Linked DNA regions of Callithrix jacchus: region 1 is linked to region 2. A link is a contact called in public Hi-C data. All regions are on one chromosome and are shown on one strand. Each heading gives the region's core, a stretch centred on a gene start, on an enhancer-like site or on the middle of the called end of the contact. The rest is flanking DNA. Distances are from core to core; before and after follow the strand shown. Region 1 holds the start of PEDS1 (plasmanylethanolamine desaturase 1). Region 2 holds the start of SNAI1 (snail family transcriptional repressor 1).

Region 1 (7,428 bases), core at 990-3,489, 170 kb after region 2:
AGTTTGGCAAGTTTCCTCCTCCACCTCCAGGTCTAGAAGAGATAAAGGACTTTGACTGCAGATTTGGGGCATCAGGCTGTCTGCAGACTCTGATTCAGGCATGGCTGTTCTTCAGAGAGTGAAGGGTACTCGGGGAAACCAGAAATGGACAGATATGCAATGGATCGTGGTGGAGTGGGGAGACGGCAGTCCCTGGGGAGGCTCGGAATGCCTGGGAATGATTTGGGCTATCTGAAAGTAGGTGGGGTTCACAGGAGCAGGCAGAGCTGGACACTGAAGAGGGAGGCCCTTGCATTCTTACTCTCAATTCCCAGGTGGGAAGTTTGAGGACCAGAGAGGTGAGGCGGATCTTCCACAGCAAAGGTCAGATGACTGTGTTAACAACAGGGAGTGCCTACTGAATGCCAGATGCTGCACCACAGTGGGTCATCTCACTTCCACTTCCTGACACTAAGGGGCAGGTAAACTTCAACTTGCAAGGAAACCAAGGGAAAACAGAGATGGAAAGTGGCTTGGACCAGGTCACATAAGTAATAGAGTCAGGATGTTAACCCTGGCCTACCCCAGGAGAGGAGGAGGTTTTAAGTCCACAGACTGGGTGTCTTGGGTATAGGCCTGAAGAAACCATGGTGGTATGGACCAGGTGCCCAAGTCAGGTGTGAAGTATCACATACAGAGAATGGAGTGGTCTAGGACCCAAAGAGGAAACCCAAATGGCCCATGGTTATGCTGCTTCTTAAGGAAGGGACAGCACGGAACCCAAGCCAGTGAGGGCAGGAAGCTAAGGTGCTAGTGACCCCAGGCCCACCCCAGGCAAGGCTGTGTGTGGTGCTTGGTGGCTGCCCCACAGCAAAAGGAAGGATGCCAGAATGTTTGACAAACAAAGCTTGAAGCGATGGCGATACCCGGGCAGAGGGGCCTCCCAGTCACCGGAATCTGGGGATCTCAAAGGCACTTCCTTAACCCTGGGCTAGGGCTCACAGAGGAGTCAGAGAAGACGGGGGTGGGGAGTGCCTGCTGGAGCATATACAGTGAACAAAGCAGGAAGAAGCCGGGGAGAAACCATGGCCTGAAGGAAAGGGGCAGAGAGGGAGAGGTGAACTTCAACTTATGATCTGGTATGGGGAATATGGGGGTTCCAGTCCCGAGTCCTAAGGAAGGGGCTAATATATGGATGCGTGGGAGGGGCAAGAACTGGAATTGGGGCTTATATACAGGAGAGCTTATACGGGGTGATGTTCAGTCCCCTCACTGCCTGGGATCCAGGAATATGGGGTAAGGGCTGATGCTCCCCACTGAGGGTTGGGGAAAGGATCTCCATCTGTAGCGACTGAAGCTATCACTAGGATGGAGTTTTGGGGGAAGGGTGTAGGGGGCACTCTGCAGCTGAGAGCCCCTGAGGTAGGGTTCCCTGGGCACAGGGGCTGACATTCCCAGGTGAGGGAGATGAGGTCACTGTTTGCAGCGAGGGCCTGGGCTAGGGCACAGAGGAGACACTAGGGTGTAGATTCCAGATCTGAGAAACCCGGGATGAGGTGTCACTTTTAGGGGCCCGAGGGCAGTGCTTATAGCTGAAGGGCAGCTTTGAGCTTGGACTGGGTCCTGGGGGGATGGGAGGTGGGGTTCTAAGTCTAGGAGCACTCTTCGCAATCGAGAATGCCCCGGGGCTAGGATTCCGCATCTGCGGGTCCGAAGGGAGTTCCGTTTGTCGCCCAGGGAGCTCAAGGTAGCTTCTTGATCTGGGGAGTCTCTTTGCAGTCAGGAATCGCCGGGGCCAAGGTTCTGGCTTGGGTTTGGAAGGGACGCTGGGGTGGGGTCCCCGGACTTAGGGGCGCTATTTGCAAGTTAGAAGCCCGGGCTGGAGTTCGGCATCTGGGCCCGAGGTTGGGGCTCTGATCTGGGGTCGCTGTCCGCAAGCCGGGCTGGTGACCGCAGGCCTGGAGGGGGGCTTGGAGGTCTTACCTGGCGAGTATAGCGCAGCCAGCTCGCGGGCCCCGGCGTGCTGCGCGCCCCAGCGACAACAGGCCGCCTCGTCCTCGTCCAGCTCCAGCTGCTGGCCCGGCCCGTCCTCGGCGCCCGCCATGGCCACCCGCCCGACCCGCCCGGTGCGCTCTGCTGGCGGCGGCGGCAGGGCCGCGGAACCGCGGCGAGATCACGCCGCCCAATGACCGCCCAGCGCCTGGCGCGGCGGCGACGCGGGTGGGGTCCTCGCTGGGCCGCGCGTCACAGCCAATCGGAGCCCGCGCCCGAGCCGCGCTGGCCAATCGGATGCCGCTGAGCCGCAACCAACCGCGGCGAGCCGGGGGCTGGGCTGCAGCTGGATGCAGCTGGGCGCGGGAGCGTGGGGCCGAGGCGTGTGCCCGCCTGTCCCACTCCGCCCCGGCCGGGCTACCGGGTCCAGCGCCCCCCGCCGGGAGCTCGCAGCGTGTTGCCGCCCACCTCGGCCTCGGTTCACGGGCCCATGCAATGGGCCGAAGCTGGGCCCAGAAATGGGCATTTCTTGAGCCCTCAGCGTTAAGCGCCCACTGTGTACAAGGAACGCGAGGGAAGGGCGCCGGCCCAGGGCGGGGGCCGAGGCCAGGGAGTGTTTGGCCCGCGCTTTGTACGTCGCTCTCTAGGGAGGGCCGGTGGACCGTGGGCTGGTTTATCAAGCCCTACTGTGTGCAGAGGTTTCGGTGTGTGTTCATCGACTGTGTGCCATCTCTGTGCTGTGCGCCCAAAGAAACCTCGAGCCTGCCCCGCATTTCCACCCAGTTCACGTTCTCCCGACGAAGAGGACGGTACACTAGTGAAAATGACAGCTGGGGTCACTATGAGATGTGCTGAGCGCTTAATATCTGTCCAAGAGGTAGACGAGCAACAGTTTTTTGACCCTTAAACATCAATGGTATTGCCTGCTCAGAGAGCACCCCCATCACCACACTGCTCAAAGGTGCCCCCTCCTCCAGTCACTGTGACATCACCCTGTTTTCTCTTCACAGCGCTTGTGGTGGGCAATGAGCTTGCAGTCCCTGTCTCTCACATCAGAGAGCAAGCTCCTGAGAGCAGAGAACAGCTTTGCCGACAGCTGAGCCCTGTGCCAGGATCGGGACTGGGACATGGTGGAGCTCAGTAAGTGCTTGTTGAATGATGAAGGCTCAGCCAGATGTCTTCCATACTTCAGCAGATAAATGACAGCAGCAGGGATTTTTACCCCAGGTCTAACCGACAACAAAGTACACAATAATTGCGCATAGAAATTCCATACAGGCCCGGCGCGGTGGCTCAAACCTGTAATCCCAGCACTTTGGGAGGCCGAGGCTGGCGGATCACCTGAGGTTATGATCAGCCTGGCCAACATGGTGAAACCCTGTCTCTACTAAAAATACAAAAATTAACCGGGTGTCGCAGCGCATGCTGTAATCCCAGCTACTCGGGAGACTGAGGCAGGAGAATCGTTTGAACCCGGGAGGTGAAGGTTACGGTGAGCTGAGATTGCACCATTGCACTCCAGCCTGGGCGACGAGAGCAAAACTGTCAAAAAAAAAAAAAAAAAAAAAAGAAAGAAAAAAGAAAAAGAAAAATCCATACAGTGTGATCATATAGGAGCCACCCTAGAGGCTGTGGAAGGTCCTGAGAGGTGCTGTGAGGAGCAGAGAGGGGAGGTAAAATCCCCTTCCAGAATCCAGATTCTCCCCCTGGACAGCCACAGCCAATCAGGGCCTGCGTTTCTTATGCTATGCTCCCTCCGTTTCTTTCCCACACTTCCTCCCAGGAAGGAAAAGCCACTTTCCAGTGGCAGGTACAGGTTGCAGCCCCCGTCCTGGTGAATTATGGTGAAGCTGTCTGGTCTTGCATGATTTATTTATTTGTTATTATTATTGAGATGGAGTCTTGCTGTGTTGCCCAGACTGGAGTGCCATGGTGCGATCTTGATTCACTGCAATGTCCGCCTCCCAGGTTCAAGCAATTCTTGGCCTCGGCCTCCAGAGTAGCTGGGATTACGGGCGCCCACAACTGCACGCGGCTAATTTTTGTATTTTTAGTAGACACAGAGTTTCACCATGTTGGCCAGGCTGGTTTTACACTCCTGATCTCAGGTGATCCTCCCGTCTCAGCCTCCCAAAGTGCTGGGATTATAGGCATGAGCCACTGAGCCTGGCTATCTTGCATCATTTATTAACAGCTCAGTTAATTCAACAGTTGGGAGTTTTTAACCCAGGAGCTTAAGGCAGGGGGGGGTGGTGGCTTTGGTGGGCGCTGGATGTCAGATTTCAGGTAAACACCTTCTAAAACTCTCTGCTTGTGTCTCACAGCCTCCAAACGGGATAGGGTGGCTGGTTACTGCTGGTATCCGGAGACCCTCTCAGTGGCCAGCACCAGATGGCTGATGGACAGACTGCCTGAGATAACTCATTCCTTCATTTATTCACTGAACACGTGTATTAAACACCAATCTGACCCAGGAAAACAGCAGGGAACATGAACATGACAGAATCCTTGCTGTTTTGGGAGGTGGGGGTGGAGGTTAGGGAAGTCCTGTTCAAGAAAATGACATTGGATCCAAGACCTAAAAAACATGGGAGAGCCGCTAACTTGAAATCAGCTGGGCAGTCCTTTCCTTGTGGGGATTTGAGTAGAGGAATGACATGATCTGACTTAGTTTTTTTTTTTTGAGATGGAGTCTTGCTCTGTCACCATGCTGGAGTGCAGTGGCATGATCTTGACTCACTGCAACCTCTGCCTCCTGGGTTCAAGCCATCCTCCTGCCTCAGCCTCCCAAGTAGCTGGGACTACAGGAACACCACCATGCCCAGCTAATTTTTGTATTTTTAGTAGAGACGGGGTTTTGACATGTTGTCCAGGATGGTCTTGATCACTTGACCTTGTGATCCGCCCACCTCGGCCTCCCAGGGTGCTGGGATTATAGTCATGAGCCACTGTGCGCAGCCTATGTCCTTTGTTTTATGAGATAAAAATTTCATACCTTTTAAAGTAAACCCTATTAAAGCAAATTCTCTGGTTTTTAGTATATCCACAAAGTTGTGTGATCATCATGACTATCTAGCTCCAGAACATTTTCAGTACCCCCAAAAGAAATCCCATGTTCATGATCAATTACTCCCTACTTCCCTCTTTCCTCAGCCCCTGTTTGTTTGTTCCCCAAACAAACAAATCCCTTGCCCTTTTTCAAATTCAGTTATTGGTATTTTTCTTGAATTGTAAGAGTTCATATATTATGGATATTAATCCTTTATCAGATATAGAATTTATAACATATTTTCTCTCATTCTATTGGATGTCTTATAACTCTTTTTTTTTTTTTTTGAGATGAAGTTTTGCTCTGGTTGCCTAGGCTGCAGTGTCACTGAGGCAGGAGGATCACTTGAGCCTAAGTGAGTCACTACAGTGAGTCATGATTATGCCACTGTATTTCAGCCAGAAAGACAAATAGAGAGAGCTACTCCCAAGTAGCTCAGATTACAGGGACACAGCACCATGCCTGGTTAATTTATTTTTTGTAGAGATGGGGTCTCACTATGTTGCCCAGGCTGGTCTTGAACTCCTGGGCTCAAGTGAACCTCCCCAGCTTCCCAAAGTGCTGGGATTACAGGTGTGAGACACTGCGCCTGGCCTCCGAGTGGTACATTTGTTAACTGACAAACCTACACTGACACTCCATTATCACTGAAAGTTCATAATTTGCATTAGGGTTCAGTCTTGGTGTATATTCTGCAGGCTTGGGGAACCGTGCAATGACATGGATCCACCGTTGTAGCTATCAGACAGAGTAGTTTCACTGCCCTAAAAATCCTCTGTTGCAGCCGGGTGCGGTGGCTCAGGTCTATAATCCCAGCACTTGGGGAGGCTGAGGCAGGCAGATCACAAGGTCAAGAGATTGAGACCATCCTGGCCAACGTGGTGAAACCCCATCTCTACCAAAAATACAAAAATTAGCCGGGTGTTGTGGTGGGCACCTGTAGTCCCAGCTACTCGGGAGGCTGAGGCAGGAGGATCACTTGAACCTGGGAGGCAGAGGTTGCAGTGAGCCAAGATCGCACCACTGCACTCCAGCCTGGTGACAGAGGGAGACTCTGTTTCAAAAAAAAAAAAAAAAATCCTCTGTTGCAGATGCATTTTAATCAGACTGAATATGTGGGCTGCTAAGTAGTGGGCTAGGAGCCCACGGAAATTTAAAAAAACCCAGGCCATAGCCTGGTAGTAGGACCAGGGGGCCTCAGAGAGTATACCAGGCTGTGAGAAGAGCCTCAGAGGCAGCAGGGATGGCCATGTGGGGAGGATGTTGGGGGCTCCTGAGAGGCTGTGTGTGCCCAGGAGAGCCACCTGCAACCTGAGCTGGTCACTGAGCACAACTCCTCACCCCCAGCAGGGCCTCCTACCCAGCAGGAAGTGCCCCGGGCAGTGCTCTGGCCCTGTTTCGGAAGGTGTGTACAGGAAGGCTTCCTTCCCTGGGGTGGAGTGTGTCCCGGAGGGGCTGACCAGAACCAGATGTTGCATGTCTGGGCTATGGCACAGCTGTCCCCAAACCAAACTTCCTCTTTTCCCCACAATGTTCATTTTGAAACATTTGGTTGTACCTGTAAGTTACAGGCATGTGGATATCTGTTTCTGGCTGCCCACATCCATTCCCCCTCCTTCATAGAAATACTACCCTGAATTTTTGGAGGACTCTCTCTTGCTGCCCATTCTCAGCCCCTGAATTTAGCACAAGCCTAGCAACATTGTCCAGTCCCCCGGAATGCAAAGATTGGTTCAGAGATGAGGATGTGACTTCAGATGATCCAATCATAGTGGACTTCAGGATCCTGGTATGAAATTGGGATGTGAATAAGGAAGCAAGTCTCATCAGAATCTGCTGGCAGCCATGAGGACATGATCCTCAGGGTGAGTTCAACGTTAGAGGAAGCAAAAAGGAGATACCAAGAGAAACCAGGTCCTTGCTAAGACCTTTGAACGGTTGGATCAAGCTTCACCTGAAAGCAGACCTATACCTTTCCAGTCACAGACTGAGGTTAAGTCTCAGCTACAACACTTGTGTGCTGTGTGACCATGGGCAAATTATTTATTCTCTCAGGATGTCAGTTTCCTCCTGTAAAAATAGGGATCCTGACGGGCACAGTGGCTCACGCCTGTAATCCCAGCTCCTTGGGAGGCTGAGGTGGGCAGATCATGGGGTCAAGACAAGCCTGGCTAGCATATTGAAACCCCATCCCTTCTAAAAACACAAAAATTAGCCAGGCATGATGGCACCCAACTGTAATCCCAGCTACTCAGGAGGCTGAGGCAGAAGAATCTCTTGAACCCTGGAGAAGGAGGTTGCAGCAAGCCAAGATTGCACCACTATACTCCAGCCTGAGCGACAGAGCAAGACTGTCTCCAAAAAAAAGGGGGGGGATTCTAGCAGAGTGCCTGCTTCATAGATTGTTA
Region 2 (6,917 bases), core at 3,133-5,632:
AGAAAAAAAATGTTATAGCAAGTTGTAGGCTAGTGTGGAGGTTCCTATTTGTAATACATAAAGGGATATATATATGTAACACAGGACCTCACTCTCTTGCCTAGGCTGGAGTGCAGAGGTGTGATCTTGGTTCACAGCAGCCTCTACCTTCCAGCTCCACTGATCCTCCCACCTCAGCCTCCCGAGTACCTGGGACAACAGGCAGTCAACATGCCTTGCTTTTTTCTTTTCTTTTCTTTTAAAGAGACATTGTTTTGGTTTTGCCTGGGCTTGTCTCAAACTTCTGGGATAAAGTGATCCTCCTACCTAGGCCTCCCAAAGCACTGGGATTACAGGCGTGAGCCACCACCCACAGCCCATGCACATGTTAATATATATGTAGGCCATCGCTGGAAGGTCATACAAGACGCTAGTTTTTTAAAAAAGTTGCTTTGGGGAGGGAAAAGGAGGTCTGGAATGGAGGGAGGCTTCTTTTAGTTGGGTAATTGTAAATCACATTATTTAGCTACTGGTTTCACTTCTAGTGGGAGATCGGCACCTGCAAAAAATGCAGGCTTCTATTCAGATGTATGTTCAGAAGGCTTTCTGATCCAGAAGCCTTTCGTCATCACACTAGGTATTCCCAGATTGCCCTCCAGGCAGTTGCACCAGCCTTCCACCCCCAAAAAAGGCGCGTGGGCCCAGCACCCCGCGACGATTGCAGAGAGGCATCTTGGCCAGCAGAGGGCGCAAGAGGACCGCGCCCCGGGCCTCGGGCAGGACCCCTCGTGCGGGGAGGGAGCGAGGGCCTGGCCCTGCCGGGTCCAAGGCCGCCAGGGCTGGAAACGTTGCCCATTTCCGGGAGGACCTGACACCACAGTATCAAAAGTGTCACCTCGCCTTCCCCTGCAAAGGGAGCTGGACCGCGGCCAAGAGGCCTGGCCCGAAGCCTCCTCTCACCCCGTGGTCTCCGCCGCCTGCAGGAGGGAGGGTGGTGAGGGCGGGCCTGGAGGGGGGCGGCGGGGACAATTCGATCCGATCCGAGCAAGTCCCCTCCCCTCTGCGTTGCCGCCCACCCCCATGCCCCGCGCAGGTACCCGACCATTGAAAGAAAGTGGAAAGCGTGAGGCCCAGGCTGTGGCTGCTTGCAAGTACTTGACTGAGCCCCCACTACTGCTTCGAAGAAACCAGTAAGGCAATGAGAAAGGTGGGCCAGGCGCGGTGGCTCACTCCTGTTATCTCACCAAGTTGGGAGGCCAAGGAGGGAGAATCGATTGGGCCGCAGAGTTCGAGACCAGCCTGGGTAACATAGCGGGACCCCATCTCTACAAAAAATAAATTAGCCAGGCATGGTAGCGCGTCTCAGTGAAGAAAGGGGGGTAAATAAAAAAGGTGGGTTCTTGGGCAGGGGTGGATCCTACTTTAGCTAGGGTGATCAGGGGAGGCTCCCCTGAGGAGGTGACTTACATTTTTTGTGTTAAATATATCATTCATCTCTAAAAGTGTTTAAATTGTCTATGTACACTGAATGTCATGAAGATGTTGTAAAATAAACAGTCTGTGTACAGTGTATTAATAATAAAGATCCCACTCTGCCTAGGAAACAGATTATTACCAAAATTCTAGAAACTTCATGTGCAGCCTGTTCTTGCCTCCCTTCCCCACCAACCGCTCTTCAGAATTTTGTATCAAACATCTCCTTGCAGCCAGCGCGGTGGCTCACCCCTGTAATCCCTGCACTTTGGGAGGCTGAGCCCAGGAGTTCCAGGCTGCAGTGAGCCGTGATCGTGCCACTGCACTCCAGCCTGAGTGACAGAGCAAGACCTTGTCTCAAAAACAAAACAAAAAAGCACTTCCTTGCTTTTCTTTCTAATTCTACAACCCCCACATACATCCTTAAATAATGTAGGGTTTAAATCTGCCTGCTTCAAAACCTCATGCAAATCCAAATAACTATGCATTTGTTTATGACTTCTGCTCCACACTTTGTTTCTGAGATTTATCCTTGTGGCTGCACGAAGCTGTGGTTGGTTTTTGTTGCTGTATAGTATTCTATTAGAGGATTGCACCACTGTTCATTCATCCATTCTACTGTTGATAAACAGCTGTGTTGTATCCAGTTTTGTTTTTGATTTTTTGCTATTAGGAACGAGGGTGCAATATCCTTTTGTGTTTTTTTTCTGGGTTTGGGGCTGGATAGCAGTTCTTAACCTTGCTCATTATAATCCCAAGGGGAGTTTTTAAAAATGCTGATGCCAGAGGACCCACCCAAACTAATAAATCAGGATGTCGGTGGGGGTGGGTGGGCAGAGGCTTAGGTGTTTTAATCCTTCCCTATGGGGATCTAATGTGTTGCCAGAACTGAGAACCCCTGGGATGCAGTTGGCTCGAGGACGGACTTGCTGGGAGAGGAGAGTCACCTGTTACGAGCGGATGCAAAACTTTTCCAAAGTGACTGTGTCCACCGACACTCTTGCCTGTCCTCACCTCCTCATCCACACTTGACGGTGACCACATTTTTCCTTGTTGTCCTTCGGATGGGCGTGAAATGGCATCTCACTGTGAATGTGCCATTTCTCTCTTTACTAAATGAGGCTGAGCAGTTGGTGACATTGCTCCTGAAACAAACAGTGAAAGCCAGCCAGCGGGAAGATCTAGAAGCAAAAGGCTTAGGGGAGAGGAGGAGGAACAGCAGGTGCCAAGGTGGGAAAGGTCTGGGATGTTGGAGGCACAGAAGGAAGGCTGGGGGCGGGATCCTTGTGCTTGGAAGAGGGAGAGAGGCTCAAGCCAAGGTCAGCTGGGGTCAGAGCAGCAGGGCCGCACTGGCCAAGGAGAGGATTTCGGCACATGGGAGGGTTTGAGCAGAGGAGGGGGTGACCTGGCCTCACTCTAGATTCAAGGAGAGGATCCTGATTGAAGCTAAATTGACATGGGAGGGGTAGTATTCTGCCTAATGACTACTTGTTGCCTGTCTCCCCCACCCTACTCCCACTCTCCAACTAGAACCAGGGGAGGATGGTTGTGCTCACTGCTGTTACACCTGGCACCGAGTGACCAAAACAGACAATAGTCCTGCCCTTCGAGTTGTTGTTGGTTGGGGGGAGGGTGCGTAAAGGTGTTCATGGTCTTCCTTCACAGATGGAAACAGGCATGGCGAGACCTGTGGGGTTTATTTCAGCACCACCCCTGGGCCTGGCATGCCTCCAGGGAAGCTGGGGTAGGGGTGCAGCTGCTCCTCACCTGGGCCCACCACACATACATTCAGTCAGGGTCCCTTAGGAGCCGTGAGAGCCTGTAGACAGGATGGGGATCTTCAAAGGGCTCAGGAGACACACCGGCCTCATCCCAACTCTTTGCCGGCCTACGGGGATCTTTTTCAAGGAAACTCTAACCAGGTACCTCCTCAGCTGAAAATCCTTCGGTGGCTCCCCAGTGCCCTTGAGGCAAAGTCCAGATTCCTCACATCTGACCCCTCCGGGCCTGCCCACCCCACCCCATCCCTGGGAGCTGCTCTCCAGGAGTTACTCGGAAGCAGTTGCCAGTTCTTCCCTCGGGCCTTTCCCCTTGATAATTCTTCACTTCCTCTGGGCAGTCACCCCGACCCCCTGTCAGGTGACCCGCCTCTTAACGGTCGCCGCGTCCCGTCTCTCCCCCACCAAAGCACACTTCCCTTTGCATTGTAATTGTCTGTTTACTTCAGCTGTCTCCCCCATTGGACGGGTAGCTAAACTTCGAGAGAGGCTCTGAGTGTCCTGTCCAGGGCTGTGCCCCGGCCCCAGGTACAGTGCCCCACACGTGCTGGACGCTCCGTAAACACTGGCTAAGGGAAGGAACGGGCGCACTTCGCTAGGCTGCTTTGCAAAAAAGCCATGGCATTTCATGCTGCCAAGAGCCACGTGTAGTGTCCGTTTCCTCGCATCCTCCCCAGCAATATGCATTTCCCTCCTCAATGCCACGCTCTCCAGGCGCCAGCCGGGCGGAGGAAATTTCCGCCCCCTCCCAAGCCCGAGGCGGGGGCGGGCTTCGGAAGGTCAGGTGTCCCGGCCCGCGCGCAGCGCCAGGGGGCGTCAGAAGCGCTCCGACCGTGGGGCGCTGAGCGGGTGGGTGCGAGGGGTCCCGCCTCGCAGGGGCCTAAATGCGCCCGATGTCCCGCCCCGGACAGCCCCAGCACTGGGAACGACCAGCGCTGCGCTCCCGAACCCCGCCTTGCAGGAGCCTCCGCCCGGGCTCCCAGCGCCACGCGGCGCGAGCCGGGTCCGCCCCCGGCGCACCTGCTCGAGGCGTGGCCTTCGGCGGAGACGTGCCTCCGATTGGTGCTGAGGTGACAAAGGGGCGAGGCAGATAAGACCCCTCCCCTGCCGCCCCCTGGAGTATTTAAGGGAGTTGGCGGCGCGGGTGCACTCATTGCGCCGCGGCACGGCCTAAGCGGTGGTTCTCCTGCGCTACTTCTGAGCGACTCGGCGACCCCGGTGCGTTGGCCACCATGCCGCGCTCTTTTCTTGTCAGGAAGCCCTCCGACCCCAATCGGAAGCCTAACTACAGCGAGCTGCAGGACTCTAATCCAGGTGCGTTGGAGGGGTCCCGGGCTCCAGGAGATTTGGGGGAGACAGGCGAAGGCTGCGTGGGGGGCACCTGAAGGAGGCGGCCTGCTTGGGCCAGGATCGATTCGCAGGATGTTTTGTGGAGCATTGAGGGCTCGGGCTCGGGAGACCGGGCAGGTAGGTCTCCAGTCCCAGGGATCTATCTGAGTGGTTTGGGGGGTGCCGTGTAGCGGGCAGGGGTCTTGCGCTTGGGGGGCCTTTGTAGCCTGCGAGAGGCGCAGGAGCTCCCGAGGGGAAGGAGGCCTGTGCCAGGAGGGCCCGCCGGACGCTGCTGGGGAGAGTCCGGAGTCCAGAGTGTTGAGGAGAGGGGTGGAGAGACCAGATGTGTGTGAGGAGGGGGACTGGGGTGGAGTGGTGGCTCGGGGGCTGGGGTAATGGGCTTCTGGCTTCAGGCTGGGGACTTGGGACTCAGGAGACCGAGATCTGGAAATGACCCTCTTCAACTGGGGGTCCTACCTGTGAGAGACTCAGGTTGGGTGACCTGGGCGAGGAGGGCAGGAATTTGGTCTGCCCTATGGATAATTTTATTGATCTAATTATGTGTTGAGAGTCAGCCTCACCCAGCCCCTGGCCAGCGGTGGGCTCTAGTTTGTTGATTGAGTGAATGATTTAATTAACGCCTGACTCTGCTCTTTCTCCCTCAGAGTTTACTTTCCAGCAGCCCTATGACCAGGCCCACCTGCTGGCAGCCATCCCACCTCCGGAGATCCTCAACCCCACGGCCTCGCTGCCAACGCTCATCTGGGACTCTGTCCTGGCCCCCCAAGCCCAGCCAACTGCCTGGGCCTCCCTTCGGGCCCAGGAGAGCCCCAGGGCGGCAGAGCTGACCTCCCTGTCAGATGAGGACAGCGGGAAAGGCTCCCAGCCCCCCAGCCCACCCTCACCGGCTTCTTCGTCCTTCTCTTCCACTTCGGCCTCTTCCTTGGAGGCCGAGGCCTATGCTGTCTTCCCAGGCTTGGTCCAAGTGCCCAAGCAGCTGGCCCAGCTCTCTGAGGCCAAGGATCTCCAGTCTCGAAAGGCCTTCAACTGCAAATACTGCAACAAGGAATACCTCAGCCTGGGTGCCCTGAAGATGCACATCCGAAGCCACACGCTGCCCTGCGTCTGTGGCACCTGTGGGAAGGCCTTCTCTAGGCCCTGGCTGCTGCAAGGCCACGTCCGGACCCACACTGGTAAGTGCCCCTCCTGGCCCGCCCCACTGCTTTCTCTGCCAGCTTTTGTGAATCTGGGCTTACTTTTCTCATTCTCAAAGTTGTAGACACGGAGGCCCCGAGTCTCCTAACTTCTAACTCAAGTTCAGGGGCCCGGCTCTCTGGAAACGTTTGGCAGAAATGTTCCTTCATCAGCTAAGCAGATGGGCAAAGCAGACACCTTTCCAATCCCCTGCAGCCAGCTTCTCAGCCAAATGGGTAGGAGCTGGATATGGGAAAGGTGCCACCAGCACCTTGTGGTGGTGGCCAGGTGCGAAGGGGTCCGCCTGGCCCCACCCTCTCCTGATCCACCCCTCCCTAGCCAGACAGGATGTTGTCAGACCCCCCCCCCACCTGGCTCTGAATCCTGCTTTGAGAACTTTCTCAAAGCTTGGTCTGATGTTTCACTTCTGTGAGCCTCATTTTCCCTATCTTTCAGATGGGCATGAGAACAGCCTATGGGGTTTCTATGCAGGCTAAATGCAGGAATGCGTATGGGAAGCACCTGGCAAAGTGCCTGGTACCTGCTAAATGCTCACAAAAATGCTTCCTTGCCGTTTGCTCGGCTTCCCTGCTGTGTGACTTTGGGCAAGCAACTTAACCTCTCTGAGCCTCAGGGGAGGATTATGATAGGTAAGTTTTAGAGAGTGACTGTGAAGGTTGATAATCACTTTATGCTAATCACTTTGCAGTAATTTATCATACCTGGTGGTTCTCTGGTCTGCTTCCCCACCCCCACTCAGTCCTATCTGGCAGACCAGGAAAGGCATCTTTGGGGCAGACAGCGCAATCATGTCTTGGTGTCTTGAAAATTTACTAAATGCGTAGGAAACTTTCTGGACGTGGAGAAAAGGTAGAACTTTTTAGAACTTGAATGGTGGTGACCACCATGCCCAGAGCTGCTCTGGAGAGTGACGGTTGAGAGAGGAGATTCCAGGGGTTCACCCCGGGCAGGTTCTGCCATTTCCTGACCCAGCACCTGACCTCGGAGTGGTGAGGGTCAGTGCGGTGTCTGGAAGGCCTGGCCTTTTGCAGGCTTTATTGGCATCTTACTCAACTAAGGCTACCCATTTCTCTTCCTTTGTGCACCCTTAGCCCTGATTTTAACATGTAAAGGTCCAACTGCCTGGCCTTCTGGGTGCCTGCC

What was found. A called contact is a pair of places that touch in the nucleus more often than the background predicts.
Region 1: a Hi-C map of skeletal muscle shows a contact between it and region 2, with 4 times the contacts expected there. The contact joins the promoter of PEDS1 here to the promoter of SNAI1 in region 2. A contact is called at or near these places in 3 of 3 Hi-C or Micro-C datasets (induced pluripotent stem cells and skeletal muscle).

What each region holds. Positions count from the first base shown.
Region 1 is chr5:45,694,498-45,701,925 of calJac240_pri, forward strand. It overlaps PEDS1 (plasmanylethanolamine desaturase 1), which reads right to left and starts at 2,240. Exons shown (of 6, transcript NM_001205088.2): 1 at 1,963-2,240. The coding sequence starts at 2,083. LOC118153630 (a long non-coding RNA gene) reads left to right here and starts at 2,314. Exons shown (of 7, transcript XR_004742985.3): 1 at 2,314-2,848; 2 at 2,982-3,111; 3 at 4,296-6,885.
Region 2 is chr5:45,522,184-45,529,100 of calJac240_pri, forward strand. It overlaps SNAI1 (snail family transcriptional repressor 1), which reads left to right and starts at 4,383. Exons shown (of 3, transcript XM_035298914.3): 1 at 4,383-4,544; 2 at 5,225-5,752. The coding sequence starts at 4,463.